Regions from separate parts of the Mus musculus genome. Here region 1 is linked to region 2. Evidence: chromatin contacts called from public HiChIP or PLAC-seq data. All regions are on one chromosome and are shown on one strand. The core of a region is the stretch at or near the end of the contact, and the rest is flanking DNA. Distances in the headings are between cores, read along the strand shown. Region 1 overlaps Smyd3 (SET and MYND domain containing 3). Region 2 overlaps Smyd3 (SET and MYND domain containing 3).

What was found. HiChIP or PLAC-seq counts read pairs in DNA pulled down with a chosen protein or histone mark.
Region 1: an H3K27ac HiChIP or PLAC-seq map of embryonic stem cells shows a contact between it and region 2, with 2.2 times the contacts expected there. The contact joins two enhancer-like sites. A contact is called at or near these places in 3 of 15 datasets of contacts at CTCF or cohesin (the NIH/3T3 cell line, pro-B cells and stem cell-derived epiblast-like cells), 10 of 484 Hi-C or Micro-C datasets (the BV-2 cell line, CD8 T cells, embryonic stem cells and 2 more), 5 of 115 datasets of contacts at active chromatin or transcription factors (the NIH/3T3 cell line, acute myeloid leukemia and embryonic stem cells) and 1 of 9 other capture datasets (embryonic stem cells).

The regions. Positions count from the first base shown.
Region 1 is chr1:179,459,358-179,463,900 of GRCm38.p6, forward strand. The region is part of intron 1 of Smyd3 (SET and MYND domain containing 3); the gene reads right to left. Among named protein-coding and RNA genes, the nearest start is that of Smyd3, 56 kb to the right of the region's middle. Within about 2 kb of position 3,239, at least 9 of the 459 cell types and tissues checked have an H3K27ac peak or open chromatin away from gene starts, as enhancers often do. A contact at or near this core is called in embryonic stem cells, where this site is marked.
Region 2 is chr1:179,197,560-179,201,822 of GRCm38.p6, forward strand. The region is part of intron 5 of Smyd3 (SET and MYND domain containing 3); the gene reads right to left. Among named protein-coding and RNA genes, the nearest start is that of Gm31349, 130 kb to the right of the region's middle. Within about 2 kb of position 1,377, at least 47 of the 459 cell types and tissues checked have an H3K27ac peak or open chromatin away from gene starts, as enhancers often do. A contact at or near this core is called in embryonic stem cells, where this site is marked.

The sequences.
Region 1 (4,543 bases), core at 1,989-4,488, 260 kb after region 2:
TCCATGAAAACTCACACTCTCCTTCCTCATACAGAAGTGAATACTTCAATAAAGATGGATTCAGTCGCTGTATCCACATGTCAAAGAATCCATTTGAACCCCCACATCGGCCCACATGTGAAAGTTCACTCAAAATAACACATCCAAGACCTAAATGCAAAGTTAAACAGACAACTCTTAGAAGGGAAATCACTACAAATCTTCACAACCTTGGGTAAATAGCAATTTTGGATGTTTGGGATTTTTTTTAAATTTTTTGTTTGTCTGTTAGTTTGTTTTTGAGAAAAGGACTCACTCCATAGCCAGGGCTGGCCGAGAACTTGACCCTCTGTGTGCCTCCTGATGCCTGGATTACAGGCAAGCGTCACCACTCCTGGAAATACTTTTCCTTAAATGAAATACCAAAACTATAAGTAATATATATATTTAAAGATAAAACCGATTTTATCAAATGTAAATGTTTCTGAATCGAAGTGCACATTAACAGGGTGAAAGAGCAAGCTGGGCTGGTGGGGGTGGGACACTCCTGGAGTCCCAGACACTTAGAGACTGAGGCAAGAAAATCACTTGAGCCTGAAACCAGCCCAGCAGACCCAGTGGTGGATCAGTGAATTGCTGCAAGGCCCAACAAGGCAAGGCTCTGGGTTTAATCCCTAGCAGCCCCAAAACTTAAAACAAGAAAGCAACATGGCTCAGCAGGGAGAGGCACTTGCCTCCAAGGCTAACGATCTGAGTTCAATTCCTGGGACCACCAGATGGTGGGAAGAGAGAGCCCAGTGCAGTAAGGTGTCACATGAACATGGGTGTGTACAGGCGTGTGTGTGTGTGTGTGTGTGTGTGTGTGTGTGTGTATAAATGATGTAAAGCTTTTTTAAAAGATGCTCAATAGTTTTTGTCACTAGGAAAAGCATAAATCAAATTCAGAATGAGATTCCACTTCAATCCTAACTAGTTCAGCTATAATCATCATGGAGCTGGGTATTGGTAAGAACTTGGAGAGACTGGAACCTTTGATACTGATGAGGTGACATGTGTAGTTACCTTAGCAAACAGCTGGCACCTACTCAATAGGACACTGCAGTCCCACTCCTAGTTGCATGGTTAAGAGAAATAAAAACACATCTACAAAAAAAAAAAAAAAATAGCTCCTGGCAACATAATTCCTAATTGGGGGTGGGGGAGTATTCAAATGTTCATCAACTGAAAAATGAATGGCAGGGTGTAGTGCCCAGGCAATGACACAGCATTCAGACAGGAGAGGAATGAGGTAAATACAGACTACAACAGCAATGGATCTGGAAATTAATGTTCTAGATGAAGGAGCTAAGATGGGCTTGGGGCGCATGCCTGCATTGAGAGGTAGAGGTGGGTGGGCCTTGAGTTCAAGGCCAGCCTGGGCTACACAGCAAGTTCTAGACCAACCTGGGTGACATTAGGGAGAATCTGGAAAGGGAAAGAAGGAACAGAGGGAGGGAGGGAGGGAGGGAGGGAGAGAGGGAGGGAGGGAGGGAAGATAGGAGAGAAGAGAAGGGAAAGCTGAAAGAGAAAAAAGGGATGGAGACAGGCAGGGAAGGAAAGGATAATCAATAGAGGTAGGAAACAGCTTTGTAATTTTCAAAGCACAAGGAAAGAAAACTTGAGAGGTATGGGATGAGCTGCCTCTAGAGCAGTGGTCCTCAACCTTCCTAATGCTGGGCCCCTTTAATACCACTCCTCCTGCTGTGGTGACCACCCCCCCCAGCCATAAATCATTTTGTTGCTACTTCACAACTGGAGTTTTGCTAGCTGTTATGAATCATAACGCAAACATCTGTGTTTTCCGATCATCTTAGGCGACTCCCTTTCAAGGGGTCGAGACCCACAGGTTGAGAACCACTGCTCTGAGGCGTGACAGAAACGGCCTAGAGTTGCTAGTGCTGTTTCTTCTCGCATTACATCAATTCGATCTCAACCTTTTCCTCACTGTGAAAAATAAAAAAAATGGAGGAATAAGAAAGAGTAGCCAGGATCACAGTAAGCATGGAACACGTGAGAGAAGACACGGTGTGGGCGAAGAGGGTCCCAATGGCCTGGAAGCTCATCAGCAGAGGCCGGCCTGCATCCTGACGCCCACCGCTGCTGAGGGAGGAGCATCTGCATCCGTGCATCCATCCTGCACGGTACCACAGAGGCATCCGTCCTGCACGGTACCACAGAGGCATCCGTCCTGCACGGTACCACAGAGGCAGGCCCCTCCATTACCAACTGCTGACTGCTGACCTCTGCCTCAGAGATTACAGGAGTCACACAGCAGCTGCAGCCCATTAGTGTGTTGTAAAATCAATTTAAAGGGGGATTAGCAGCCTTTTCTTATTAAGTAAACTGAACAAGGGAATAAAGATGAAGGTAATAAAATCTATACGGGGATGCAGGTAACAAGGTATTATTTACTGGTTTCCGTTAAAAATGTGGATCAGTTTATATGGAAGAGATAAAGTATACTGTGAATTCTAGTACTAAATTTATTTGAGAGAAAAAAAAACCCTAGTCTATGATAATAGCAAAAGTCTCTCTTATAGGCCATTCACATTATTGAAGTATAAATCTATTCAATTCTTCAGTAAGGAAAAATAAAACGTAAGAATGAAAAGGCTGGCTCAGTGGGTAAGTGCCTGCTGTGCATGAATGGGGACCTGAGTTTGAACCTCTGGCCCCTCACTCCCAAACACAAACACATAAAAGCTGGGCATGGCACCATCCACCTGTAACCCCAATGCTGGATAAGGAGGCAGGCATGTGCCAGCCAGTCTCTCAGAAATGGTGGGGTCCATGTTCAGTGAAACACGTTGTCTCAAAACACAAGGTGAGCAATGACAGACAGACAGACAGACACAGGCACACAGACACAAAGAGAAAGAAAATTTACATATTTGCAAGCCCACCTGTAGTCAAGAATTACATGATGCTACCTGACAGGCCTGTAAACTACCCACGAAAAATACACACTCACTGTTATAGTCCAATTAATTTCTCTTCTTGGAGTAATCTGTCTAAGAAAGAAACAAAATATCTAGGACCCTGAGAAACGGCTCAGGAGCTAATAGCACCTGCTGCATAAGATGACTCGTATATGCTCCGGCCCAGGGAGTGGCACTATTAAACGGTAAGGTCCAGTTTGAGTAGGCATGGCACTGTGGGTGTGGGCTTAAGACCCTCACCCTAGCTGCTGGAAGCCAGCATTCTGCTAGCAGCTTTCAAATGGAGATGTAGAACTCTCAGCTCCTCCAGTACAATGCCTGTCTGGATGCTGCCTCACCCCTACCTTAACCATCATGGACTGAATCTCTGAACCTGCTAGCCAGCCTCAATTAAATGTCTTTTTTTTTTCCCCCGAGACAGGGTTTCTCTATATAACCTTGGCTGTCCTGGAACTCACTTTGTAGACCAGGCTAGCCTTGAACTCAGAAATCCGCCTACCTCTGCCTCCCAAGTGCTTTAGGAGCTGCCTTGGTCATGGTGTCTGTTCACAGCAGTTAAGCCCTAAGACAGAAGTTGGTACCAGGCACTGGAGTATTACTGTGATAGACCTAACCATGCTTTTGTTTGGAAGAATGTGGATTTGGGGACTTGGGATTTGGAAAGCTTTAAATTTTAAGGGGCTTATTGGGCCATCCTAGCAGGAATATGGAAGACTTTGTTACTGAGAGTGATTTGAATTGTGTGGACCTGGCCCAAGAGGTTTCAGGGAATAATTTCAATATGTAGCCTAGAGACTGTTCTTGTGGTATTTTGGTGAAGATTGTGGCTACTTTTTGCCCTTGTCTGAAGATTATGCCTGAAGCTAAGGAGAACAGACTCAGATTAATTGCACTGACAAGGGAAGTCTCAGAAACACCCATCATAGACTTTGTTCTCTGGTTAAGTTTCATGAAGGGCATTTTAAACAAGTGTAGCAAGCTAAGAAAGGAAAAATATAAAATATATGGTTTGAATTTTAATGGAGCACCAGGAAGTGAAATGGAGCTGGATCCGGTCGGTGTTCAAAGATATTAAATTGAATTAAGGGATTAATGACCCTGGGGCAAAATACCACCCAGCTAAATTTAGGTCCAGGAGGCAAAGAGAAGCAGATCTCTGAGTTCAAGGCCAACCTAGATCAGAACAAGTTTTAGGTAAAGAAAATTTTAAATCGAGCCTTGGTGGACCCACACCTTTAATCCCAGTGTTTAGGAGACAAGCTTGCAGATCTCTGAATTAATCAGTCTCAGAGCAAGTTCCAAGACATCCAAGCTTAGGCAGTGAAGGAGTTGGAAAACAGAAAGCTGATGATAATGTAATAGAACAAGGGGACCACGTTCCAGCTCCAGCAAACAACAAAAATCAGCAGCTTTGGCCATGTGGCTCTGGCTTTAGAGTCCAGAATAGAAGGGACTATTAATGCTGGTTATCTGTGTTGTGAGAAACATTAAAAAATGAAAGCGGTTCATTCCCGCACTTGTGCCAGCAACCCTCTGCCCTGGCAGCCTAGCTGGCCATGCACTGGCAGGCAATGGCCGACCTATTC
Region 2 (4,263 bases), core at 127-2,626:
GTAAAAGTTCTGCTGCATTAGGAGCTGGTGTAGACATTTACAGAGTCACTTTATATGAAGACAGTACAGTTTAGCTAGGAGTTGGAAAAGGAAGAGTGTCTTGTAGATGTCACGGAGATCCTAATTACCCCGGTGATAAAAGAAAAGGAACCCTGTTTTACTGCTAAAATGCAACAAATTCTAACGCAGTGGCGTACCTGCCTCTGCGCAGACCCACCCGTCTGATTTCATTCCTAATTAGAAGACTATTTGGGGCTGGAACTATCTGATTGGCAAGTGAGCGGGGCTTCTACTCATATTCACATTCCCTCTCCCAAACTCCCCTTAAACCCAATTTCTGGACTAGAAGATAAAAAGTTGACTTGTTGAGAGTGGAGTGTGTAAAGTGTGCCAGCTGGGGAAGCCATCTGGGTTTCATCACCTCCGGAGTCAAAGTTTGGAGCTTCCAACTCTGGTCTGAGAGTAGTTCTGTAGACTTGCACCTCCTGGTACAAACTCCTCCATCACCCAGTGCCTCCTGCATCCTTCTGCCTCGGGCTTTAGCAAGCAGGCAGAGCTCAGCACCAAAGCCTAAGTGATCCAAGGTATTTGCATGACACACATAACTGCATAAACAGCTTATTTATATCGACTGTAATGTTTTATTTGAATGCAGAGCAGACACATAGCAACAAACTGAGGGGAGCCGGATATCGGGTGCTTACATCCGGTTTGTGGCACATTCCCAGAAGAGGTCCAGCTCAGTCTTTGTCACCAGACAGGAAAGCCACAAGCAATTAGCAAGGCCACACACCCAGAACCAACTGGCCTGTGAGACTGAGAAAGGGCAGGCTGGAGCAACCACATCTTTGAGCAAAAAGACCCTGTAGGAGTTCCCTAAGCATGAATCTGCGATTTACCACCCTCCGGCCACTGGAAACCTAAACCAACCCGGTATGCGTGATTGTTTAGGAGAGCAATTAAGCTAAACCTTTCTCAGTTAATTAAATGATTTTCATCTGGAGGTGTGGTTAGAGGAAGGAGTCTCCTGCACACTAGTATCTGAAAGAAGTGTTTAGTGTGGGGAAAAATGAGTTCCAGATGACTCTGTTTATGTCTTGTGTTTAAATTCAGACTATCAAGTCTAGACATTGGAAATTAAACTGTAGGTCAGCAAAAAAGAGAGCACCCAGGCAGTACAAAGCTGCCATTTACAGCTGCCCTTAGTGAAAGGGTACAAGGCAGCCTCCTCAATCGAAGGAAGGGCTAAAACTTCCTACAAAAGAAAATCCCAGTTATATAATCAGAAATAACAATGTAGGACTAAGTGCTTCAGCCTGAACCGCCTGATGACCTTTACCATGTTGGGAGGTGGAGCTGATGGGAAAGGAGCCAGCAGGGATGCAGGAAGTGCAAAGACACCAAAGTCAAGGTCAGTGTGCCATCATGCAGTCCTCAGCCAGCCCCCAGGCAGTACATGGTGGGCAGTATGTGCCTGAAGGCAGGGATGGCGATGTGCTGCACAGCATGTTACTCTTATACCAATAAGAACCACAGTCGGGGAGCCGGGCGTGGTAGCACACGCCTTTAATCCCAGCACTCGGGAGGCAGAGGCAGGTGGATTTCTGAGTTCGAGACCAGCTTGGTCTACAGAGTGAGTTCCAGGACAGCCAGGGCTATAAAGAGAAACCCTGTCTCAAAAAACCAAAAAAAAAAAAAAAAAAAAAAAAAAGAATCACAGTAGGGAGATGGCTGAAGCTCAAAGACAGAGCTCATCATTCACACACCAGGCCCTGGCTTCCATCCCCAGAACCAGAAATAATGATAATGGTGGTGGTGGTGGTGGTGATGGTGATAAGGAAGGGAGGGAAGGAGGGACGGACAGACAGACAGACAGAAAGAGCAAAGAAACAAACTGAGAGTTTACCAACTATGACTTTTCATGGTAAGGAAAGACTCTTGCCACACACCTTCAGTTTGTCCTTAATATTTAACTCATTTATGTAAGACAAAACATCTGATACTTCTGTTAATTCAACAAACACACACACACACACACACACACACACAGCAGGCCTGCCTGCAGATGTTAGTCTGCTAACCCCAAATGCATTGGTTTTTGCCAATGAATCACTGCTAAGCAGAGAAGGCCAACATCAGAAATTAAGTATAGATAAGTGCCTAAAAAGAATATTACTTACGTATTTATATAATACTTATAAGACCAAATTAAGGAATGCAATACCAAATTGGGGGGAGGGGGTGGGGATCTAGTGTAAAAGGAAAAAGGTTATTTTATTTAGTTGGAGTTCTAGGGAGTAAACCTAAGGTCTCAGCTTGTTAGGCATGCTCTCTACCACACTGGGCTATCCCCCACCAAACCTACTCCCGTGCCAGCCTCAGCCCCAGCCCAATACTGGGCTATCTCCCAAGCCCACCACTGAGCTATCCGCCCCCTCAAATTCCACAGTCCAACACTGGGCTACCCCACTCCACAAGGCTCTCCAAGGTATCTATAGCCAAGCCCTCTGTGGTCTCCTCTGTTCAAGAATTCAAAGAGAGAGAATTGTGTTTAAATTCTCCCCAAAGGAGAGGCAGCCCTGTCTCACTACCCCATCTACAAGGTGAGGCTGAAGTGCCCTGGGGATCAAATGAGGCAGAGAGTGATTTTACTCCTCACAGAATGCTCAGGTGAGCAGGTCCCAGCACTGAAGATAGTCACACCCTCTATATCCTCACTGTGTGTTGCCTCCATAGGGGAAAGAAGTGAATCTCCAAGGCCCTTCCCGTTTTCTTCATGCCCACCATGGATGGATGTGAAAGCTAAGTCAGACTTCTGAGGGAACATCCCCTTCCTACCTGCCTTTAAGGCTGAGGGGCATGAGGACCAAAGAGATGCAAGCAGCACCAGCCACTGGGAGGGAGCTGGTGACTTCTAACCCATGGCACTCATGGGTCTTCTTCCTACGCCTGCCTTGCCTATGGTAAAGCTGAGCTCATAACAGATCTCTAACTTCTGTCTGCAGGTGAGACAAGATGATGGAGGTGACTTTACTTCTCAGAGATAGAGAAGAGCCAGCATTGTCTAATACCGGTCAAGTCCAACTAGACCTCTGTCGGTGGTTGGCCAGAAATACATCCGGACATGTCTGGAGCAATCTTTAAGAGGCTTTCTAAACTTATCCATTTCAAACTAATAGGCTTTTAGTCATTAGTGCTTGGCACACCCTGTATTCATTCCCATAGTGATGTCTAAAAAATGACATCCAAAAAAAACTTGGAAAAGCTATAAGCTAATGTGATACCAGAAGACCATGCCCCCGATGGCATCCCTTGCTGGAAGCACCCAGGGATCCAGGATCCTCCCTCCTCCCTCCTGGAGGATCTCCTCCCCAGGAAGTAAAGGCAGGGACTCCAGCAGTAGGATAATAGGAAAGGGGAGGGCAGCACGGGGGGGGGGGGGGGGGGGGGGGGAAAGAAGAGTTGTGTTTGAATTAACACAAGCAGAGTCCTCATTAGTGACAAGTCTGACGTGGAAGTATGTTAACAGCATGTACCTTTTATTGCTTTTGAATCTGCAGAGTGAGCAGAACAAACTACTACTTGGTTAGGAAATGAAAAGCAGATAAAGATGTATGTGTAACTGGTCCGTTTTAAACTGATGTTTAGAAGCTCTTTGTCTCTTAGGAAAAATATTCTTCAAAGTCATTAATTGGCAGCCATAAATTTTAATTCTGTTCTTGGCCTAATTATCATGAATCTCAAATATGCAGGCTCAAAAACAATGAGGCTTTACTGGTTCAATTAGGAATACGTGTTGAAGGATTTCCTAAGGAGATTACAACAGGGTAAATTGAGTCCTATCAGTAGAAAGTCTGGAGTATAGAATATCCAATGTCGTCAGCTAGAGCTTAGTAAACATGTGAAGATATATCAGTATGTAAAAATAAGGATGTTGCTCCGATGTGTGTGTTTGTGTGTGTGTGTGTGTGTCTGTCTGTCTGTCTGTCTGTCTATCTGTCTCTCAAGCAAGTGAAGATATATCAGTATGTAAAAATAAGGATGTTGCTCCGATGTGTGTTTGTGTGTGTGTGCCTTTCTGTCTGTCTGTCTGTCTGTCTGTCTGTCAAGCAAGGTAGTGCATACTCATAACCCCAACACTGAAGCAGTGGAGGAAAGAGGATCAAGAGTTAAGACCGGTTTACTGCATAGTGAGTTGAAGGCCAGTCTGGACTACATGGGACCCTAAACACACAGAGAGATAATGAGAGAAGTGGGTACAGG